Linked DNA regions of Lactuca sativa: regions 2 and 3 are each linked to region 1. A link is a contact called in public Hi-C data. All regions are on one chromosome and are shown on one strand. Each heading gives the region's core, a stretch centred on a gene start, on an enhancer-like site or on the middle of the called end of the contact. The rest is flanking DNA. Distances are from core to core; before and after follow the strand shown.

What was found. Hi-C and Micro-C count contacts between places; a contact is called where the count stands out from the background.
Region 2: a contact with region 1 is called in a Hi-C map of leaf, with 10 times the contacts expected there. The contact joins the promoter of LOC111893141 here to the promoter of LOC111893135 in region 1. A contact is called at or near these places in 2 of 4 Hi-C or Micro-C datasets (both in leaf).
Region 3: a contact with region 1 is called in a Hi-C map of leaf, with 8 times the contacts expected there. The contact joins the promoter of LOC111904448 here to the promoter of LOC111893135 in region 1. A contact is called at or near these places in 2 of 4 Hi-C or Micro-C datasets (both in leaf).

What each region holds. Positions count from the first base shown.
Region 1 is chr4:264,725,719-264,728,441 of Lsat_Salinas_v11, forward strand. LOC111893135 (calcium-transporting ATPase 1) reads right to left here and starts at 1,384. Exons shown (of 7, transcript XM_023889202.3): 1 at 907-1,384; 2 at 1-37. The coding sequence starts at 1,080.
Region 2 is chr4:265,038,901-265,041,623 of Lsat_Salinas_v11, forward strand. It overlaps LOC111893141 (U-box domain-containing protein 4), which reads right to left and starts at 1,372. Exons shown (of 2, transcript XM_023889207.3): 1 at 253-1,372. The coding sequence starts at 1,230. It overlaps LOC128133318 (a long non-coding RNA gene), which reads left to right and starts at 1,375. Exons shown (of 2, transcript XR_008231811.1): 1 at 1,375-1,510; 2 at 2,274-2,683.
Region 3 is chr4:264,444,052-264,446,774 of Lsat_Salinas_v11, forward strand. LOC111904448 reads right to left here and starts at 1,381. Exons shown (of 9, transcript XR_008231804.1): 1 at 1,087-1,381.

The sequences.
Region 1 (2,723 bases), core at 134-2,633:
CTGCATGTGAAACCAGCATCAAGGTTCGTAGACTCTCCTACAGATAGAGCCTCATGTCAGGGTTACAGCTTGAATTGCACATTAAAAAAGAAACGAAATGAAAAAGTCTAAAGGAAAGCTACCTATGTGCAATTTTGATATATAATGGGACCTAAGTTATACTTTTCTTAGTAGTAACTATTAACTAAACACACTTTGATGTATTTCCCATCATAAATAATCACATATTATCGGATTTAACCGGTTATGTGGTTAAGTAGGAAACTTTTTAAACACATCTCCACAGCAAAAAGGCATGAATTACATCAAACAGAACTATATAACATGGAAGCCACAAGATGATTGAGCTCCTCAGATCTCAAGCTTAATAAGATAGATGCATATGTTATCAATATTTTCGGAAACAAATAGGTCTGGTGATCATATAGGATATAGCCAAACAACCTAAAGGTACCATGTTTTTAAGGTAATTCCATAAGTTCGATCTTGCTCTAGATGCACTCAAATCAACATAAGCCTCGAACAGGAAATTTATTTAAGAAAATGCTGCTTGTATGTAGTAATTACTAGTATGAAATGGCTCAAAAGAAGGTAAACAGCAGTGTATTTTCCCGTTTGATTATCATATCAGAGAGCTGTATCCAACCTTCACAATTTAGTTAACATAAGTCATGAATTTATTTCGTTGCCGTAGTAGAAAAAGCCTTGGTTTGTATCACTGATAGAAACCCAAAAACCCTGATGCGTCTCCTAATGGTCAAAACCTTCCAGTTAACTCGATTAACCAACCAACCACAAATCAACAGTCGGCTAGATTCACTTTAAGCTCAACACAAGAAGCTAAATAGCAAACGCAGAACATAGGTAACGAAAATAAAACAGATGTGAAAGAGAGAGAGTATGAACCAGATTGGATCGTTGAATAGCACGAGCTTCGAAACGCTTGGACAGATTAGCAGTGAAACGAAAACGTCGTTTCCGATTCTTCACCACCCAACACAACTTCCTCCATCTCTGTAACGCTTCCTCCGATGAGTTCTTCGGCTTGACCTCGAAATTATCATTCAAATAGCTCTCCATCGCTACTGCTTCAACGAAACCGGTGCTTGGTTTTTCAAAATGGCATCAGATTCAGAAAAGCAAAACACAACTGAAGATCTTTTGCCACTTCGCTTGTACTGTGCTAGACTACGGATCTGGCTTTATTAAAAATTGATTTGTGTTAGATCGTCGATTAGGTAGATCCTTGAGGATTTTGTAAGCGAAATGGAATGAAAATATAAAATTACAGTTGAAGTGATTGGATATTTTGAAAATGAGAGAGAGGGAGTTGACCTTTTCTTTAGTTTTAGGTTACAAGAAATACACGCACAACTCCACTAACTCCGTTGTGTGGTTTTAACTTTTAACTCCGATTATCCAGAAATGGTGCGTGGGCGGTGGGTCAGGGTCAGATTTCAGAACACCCGCGTCTTCTTCCCGGTTGATTGGGATGACGGTCCAATTAAACTTGGAGAACAATTTTGACCAAAACAAAACACATGTTATTAAAACTCTAGAACTATTTTGACAAAAACAAAGGACATGTTGTTAACATGATTTGTTTTTTTTTTTTTTAACCGGCCAGTAAATAATAAATCTACTATAATAAATAAATATAATTTTACCATGTATCAATCTTTAATAAGTTTTGACACTTGTTATTTTGTGATATTTTTTAAATAAATAATATTCACATATTAATTTATAGTTTTTTTCAATTTTTAAAATTGAAAAACCACATAATAATTATACTTATTTATGTAAACTATTAAATGTAATAAATATTATACTAAATTGCAATTAATATGTTTTTTATTTCAAATTTTCACTTCTTATTTCAAAATTTTATTTTAAAAAATAGTTATTATTTACATTTTAATATTTTATTTTTTTTACTCAACCCGTATATCTAGTATAAAATAAAAGAAACCCAACTCTAGCAATTTGCTAGAGAGGGAGAAGTACAGTGCAAAGACGACTTAAATACAAGAAAATGATCAGACACCAAATATCCAGTTCATTTTTCCACGGTTGTTCCTCGAAATTTGATCTAAGTGAATACTAAGGACTGTATCATGTTTGCCAGTTTAGTGGGTGATATTCGTCGGTTGTTAAATATTTTATTGGTTTTTTCCTTCCAAATACTCCACATCCCTTAGACAATGGCATGAAGTATACGTCTCTTCTTTGGGCAATTCCCCCACGGCTGCAGCAAAATCAATAACTTTCGCTATTGTACTAAAATGAATAGCTTGTAAACCACACCACTTAAATACCCACTCCACCACTAGTCTAGCAAACAGACATTGAACCAGAATGTGATTTCCACATTCCTCCTCATGGCAACAATATTTGCAAGTTGTGGAATCAAGATACACATCCCTTCGTTGCAAAGCCATAGTTGATGGAAATCTACCTAAAATGGCCCTCCAAATGAAGCATGAAACTTTATTGTGTAACATCCCCCTTCTGGCACGTATCACAATATTGTCCACTTTGGGCTCCCGGCGAGAAAACTTCCCAGGGGGTCACCCATCCCTGGATTGCTCTCATCCGGGCACGCTTAGCTGCAGAGTTCTTATGGGATTTGCTGCCCTCAAGGCTTTAAAACGCGTTGTGTCAAGGAAGGTATCCACACCCCTCATAAGGAATGCTTAGTTCTCTTTCCCAGCCGATGTGGG
Region 2 (2,723 bases), core at 122-2,621, 310 kb after region 1:
GAAATAATACAAATAATAGACTCACTTTTAATATTTTATTCATGGTTCATTAATAATCTATGTTTGATGTTAATATTTAAAACTAGGATTGGGTTAAGAGAATATTCGTGAATCATTTTATGTAAAAGATTAGGTTATTGAAAAATAAATAAGTTTGTAATTGTATGAATACTTTTTCACTAAATAATCAAATAGTAAAGTCTTAAAATAAGTAATAATAGGAGAAAAACTGAAAAAGTGAATAAATTTAACCTTTTGTTTAGCTCGATTGGTACCAGATTGCGACAGGGCGATGAGGGGAGGAATGGCTCCTTCGCGGGCCACCATAGTCCGGTACACCAGACTCTGATCACATATCTGTAACAATATCACCACCGCTATCTCCTTCTGCCTCTGTGATCCGACCTCTATGATTTCCACCAACACTGGAATTCCTCCTTCCTCCACCAGCGCCGCCCTTGCCTCCGCCGTGGATACCAAAATACTCATCACAAATGCCGATTTGTCCACCATGTTTGATCCGAAATCGGCCATGAGTTCAACCAACGGCTTCATGATCCCCGCCTCTACAGCTCGAATCTTATTCTCCTTCACCGAACACAATGAATACAACGCCGTCGACGCGTCTTTTTTCCCGCGGATGTTTCCACTTTCGAGAAGGTTTACAAGTAAAGGAATCGCTCCTGACCGTCCGATCGCAGATTTGTTTTCGTCTAATTGAGATAAACGAAGTAAAGCACACGCTGCGTTTTCTTTCGCCGTTGATGTTCCGCTCTTCAACGCTCTAACCAGCGGTTTGATTGCTCCGGAAGAAGCCAATTGCTCTTTGTTTTCATCGCATAGAGACAAGTTCAAAATCGCCGTCACTCCATACTCTTGAAGCTGCGGATCGGACGATGAGATTAGCGCAATCAACGGCCTGATTGCTCCAGCTCTAGCGATCATCAATCTGTTCTCCGGTTTGTTCTTCGCTAAGAGCCGTAACTCCATCGCTGCTTGTTTCTGATCCTCAACCGAACCAGATTCGAGACCAGACACAAGCTGCCGGATTAGATCTTCTGAGTTCTCGGTGGCGCATGACAAAAGGAGACGACGGCTCTCCGAAGAGGTCGTCGGGAATTCACCTGATCGGTCGCTGTTGCAATCACTAAAAGCGGTGGAATCATCATTTGTGTTGCTAAAATTTCTTCCCATGTATGAGTAATTGGTCTGAATTTGCGTCTCCATCATCAGAACAGTTGCCGGAATTGGAAAAAAACTCGTATTGGGTACACCGGTGAATGATTGAATTTAGGTAATAGTTTAGGGTAAAGGACACTCTGTACGGATTCTGAAGACAGAGTGGTATGGAGGGGTGGTGATATATAGAATAGAAGAGGGGAGAAGAAATGGAGGGCCCGAGATGACACGTGCGCAACCGTATCTATTCCCAGTAGAGCATACACGTGGGAAGGTGTGGGTCTCCTTCCTTCTACACGCGTGCATGGAAGCTTCATTAATATTTAGACAGGTAAATGACTTCTGGCTTATTTCGACTTTTCGAGTCACTTGAGAGTTGAGCCTACATAATTTGTAACATTCTGCCATCAATTCATCCATTAATGAACTTCCTGAAAGCTTGATCGAAGTAATTGACTACCATTTCAGTGATTAGAAAATAGCTGGCATTAATTTAAAGACTTGGTTAACAAATCAGTTTACTCATAACAATCCATCCCTTAAAACTAATTCTTAGTTCTTTTAGGTAAGTGATGGTGGAGACCTTTGTTAGTTCTTTTAGGTAAGGGATGGTGGAGACTAAGGTGTTGTTTGTTTTTTGGAAAAAAACTATTCAGACATCTTATTGGTGCGCGGCGCAGCACACGCGCAACACTTTAATCTCGCAGTTGTTTGATTTTTCAGAAATCTTCGAATTAAAAAACATTTGCACGTGTTTTTCTTGGCGTAGCACTTGTTTTGCCTCTTCCTATCTCTTCCAACCTCTTCCTTTTCTTTTTTTCTTGTTAAAATATTGATTATATATTGTTGAAATCTTATTTCTATTTTTTTTACTCTTGTTGAATTTTTTTTATATTGAATAAAAATAATTTGTTGATGAAATATCATTGTTTTATGCTAAAATATCTTTATTTTTTTGTTAAAATATCATTATTTTTTTTTGCTGAAATATCATAAATTATTACTGAAATGTCATACATTATTAATTTTTTGGTATTAAAAAACTATTTTTTGAATTCGAAAATCAGTTTATTTTAATTTTTTAATATCTGCAGCAGCATGCAAATGTTAAAAAAACAAACACGCTTCTTATTACAGTCTGCAGCCGTTTGGTCCACCTCTTCTACTGCAGAGGATTGCAGAGGTGGTCCGCAGACTTTATGGATTTTTGCTTCGAAAAAACAAACAGCATCTAAAAGTTCAAAGGCAAAGCTTTGGTCAAATTGTATAACAGTTTAGCATAATATCGACTCAGCAAGGCATTTGGCTTGGTACTGCTGATTTGAACTTGGAAATGAGACACACTTTGGAAGGACAAATATACTTTTGATATATTTTGCATGAATGATCTTTTCTTATGTCACATATATATGGGGTATATATAAAAGCCTAACCAAAACAATAGTGTCCGATATAGATATATGCTCAATAAAATTCATACTAATAAATAAAAATCTTTTTGTCACATGTTATATTCTCATGCATTTTGACATATATATTTGTAT
Region 3 (2,723 bases), core at 131-2,630, 280 kb before region 1:
AAAGATGTTATAAGAAAAAAAATGTTTTACAATTAATAAATAAAAATATTATTAAAAAATTAACATACCGATATAAATTCCTACTTAATGAGTGGTAAAGGGAAATACATATAATGAGATTTTTATATATGGTTAAGTAAATATGACAAATCAATTTTATGTTATAGAATATTTTTTAAGTTAAAAAAATTCTTTCGTAACTGTTTGGAAAATATTCGGATCCAATTATATAAATATTTTTATTAACATAAAAATGGATTGTTTTTATAATTACATATGTACTCCATAGTGGTTTTGGTTGAGATTTTGTTAACAAATAAATTGTATAAAATAACTAATTTACTTTGAAATCTTTATTCACAGGAACATAATCCATGAGAATCACAGAGGGGCAGTTTAGTCTTTTTTACTTTTTTACTTTTTTATTGTTGTGCACACTTTTGTTCCCTTTTTATTTGAATGCAGGTTTTTTTATTCCATTCTTTTGTGATAATAGCTGGATCTCACGGAGTTCTAATTCCAAATTCTAATATTCCAGCCCAACTAAACGAAGAGTTAGAAATGGCCATGCAACCCGAAGAACTTAAGGGAATCAGGAAGAAATTGGAGAACAACAAGGAGACATATGAAGTTTTGATCAAATGGCAGGATCTCCTGGACTCTGAAGCAACATGGGAAGATTATGAGGAAATTAGTGGGCGATTTCCCTCCTTTCACCTTGAGGACAAGGTGAGAGTTTGGGCGGGGGCAATTCTGTCTTTTTTGAGTTGTGGTTTACAGACCCACCAATGTATGGGACAGGGGCAAATCTGTCCTTTTTTGTCTATAAAATTTTGTGTGTTAATATACTTCTATGGCTAGTGAAAGACACATCAGCCTCTAAATAATCCAATTTGGGTGTGTGTTTGTTTGCCTATAACTGCATATTGATGTAAATAATCTAAATAATCTATGGCTAGTGAAAGACACATAAGCCTCTAAATAATCTATGGCTAGTCAATAATTCATTCGTTGAAGCAAATTAATAACACGCTGAACAATTGAAGTTTTGTAAAAGTTTCAGCAAACTGAAATCACATTACATACCTTCAGGTGTCGTTAATGGAGGTGTTGGGGCAGTGACGGTGGCGGTATGCGGCAGGGTCGGTGGTGGTTTGCGATAATGACAGCCGGATGCAGGGACTGTGGCGGTATGAGGAGGTCGATGGTGGTGCGGGACAGCGACAACAACAGCAACAGCCGGAGGGCAGCAAATGTGGGTCGGCGAAACTGTGCAGGAACAGGGGTGGGGAATCGCCGGTGTAGGGCTAGGTTTTTCTTTCAGACTTTCAGGAACCGATCTATGCGACGATGAGATAAGGAGGGAATTGATAAATTGATTTCTTTTTCATTTTGTAAAAATTTTCATATACTGGTACCTTTATTTTTTTTTTAATTCCAAATGGTTAAATTATAATTAACTAGCAATGATATTTAAAAGTTTTATTATAATACTTAATATAAAATTCAGTTTTATATAATGTTTCTTTGATATATTTAAGTAGCAATTATATTAAAAAAATATATTATGTTTTAAAAAAATGAAACGAAATTTTTTTTTTTTTGCCGATTAAATCAAATAAATTTCAAAATATAATAGTTTATATAAAATCAGTTGTAAATAAGTTTACTTTGATATGTTTAACTAGCAGTTATATTTTTAATTTTACTATGTGTTAAAAAATGGAACCAAAAAAAGAACATTTTTGCATGGTTAAATAAAAAATATAAAAAAAATGAGAAAAAATAAAAAAGAAAAACTTCTAAATGACTAATGGGTTCGAATGATACATACGTTTGTTTGTACACTTTTGTTATGTATAACTCGGTTAAAACAAAACAATCATAGTATAATTAACTTGTGAAAAAAATGAAACGGAAAAATCGACATTTGATTCTTAAAAAATAGAAAAAAAAAAACAGTAAGTAATCTGTAGTTAATACCTACGGATTGCCTAAAGAATAAGGTAATTTGTACGTATTCCGTAGCTATTTACCTACAGATTACCTACGGTATTTTTTTTATTTTTCAATTTTCAAAGGTCAAATATTGTTTTTTTCGTTTCGTTTTTTTTCACAACTTAATTATACTTTGATTTCTTTGTTTTAACCAATTTATAGATAACATGAACTTACAAAACAAACGTATGCATCATTAAAAACCATTAATATATAATAAACAAAAATCTATGTATGTTTGTCTTTAAGCCACAATTAACATCATTAAACAAATACACGATATAATAAACATACTACATACATATGGTGTGTATGTAATGTGTGTACTTATGTCTATTTGTGTTTAGAAAATATCTTTGATTTAAAAAAAAAAAAAAAAAGAACTTCTAAATGACTAATGGGTTCTAATGATGCATAAGTTTGTTTGTAAGTTTATGTTATGTATAACTCGGTCAAAACAAAACAATCATACTATAATTAACTTGTGAAAAAAAATGAAACGGAAAAAACGACATTTGATCCTTGAAAAATAGAAAAAAAAAATGTAGGTAATCTGTAGGTAAATACTTACGGATTGCCTACAGAAAAAGGAAATCTGTAGGTATTTCATAGCTATTTACCTACAGATTACCTACGGTATTTTTTTATTTTTCAATTTTCAAACGTCAAATATTGTTTTTTTCGTTTTGTTTTTTTTTCACAACTTAATTATACTTTGATTGCTT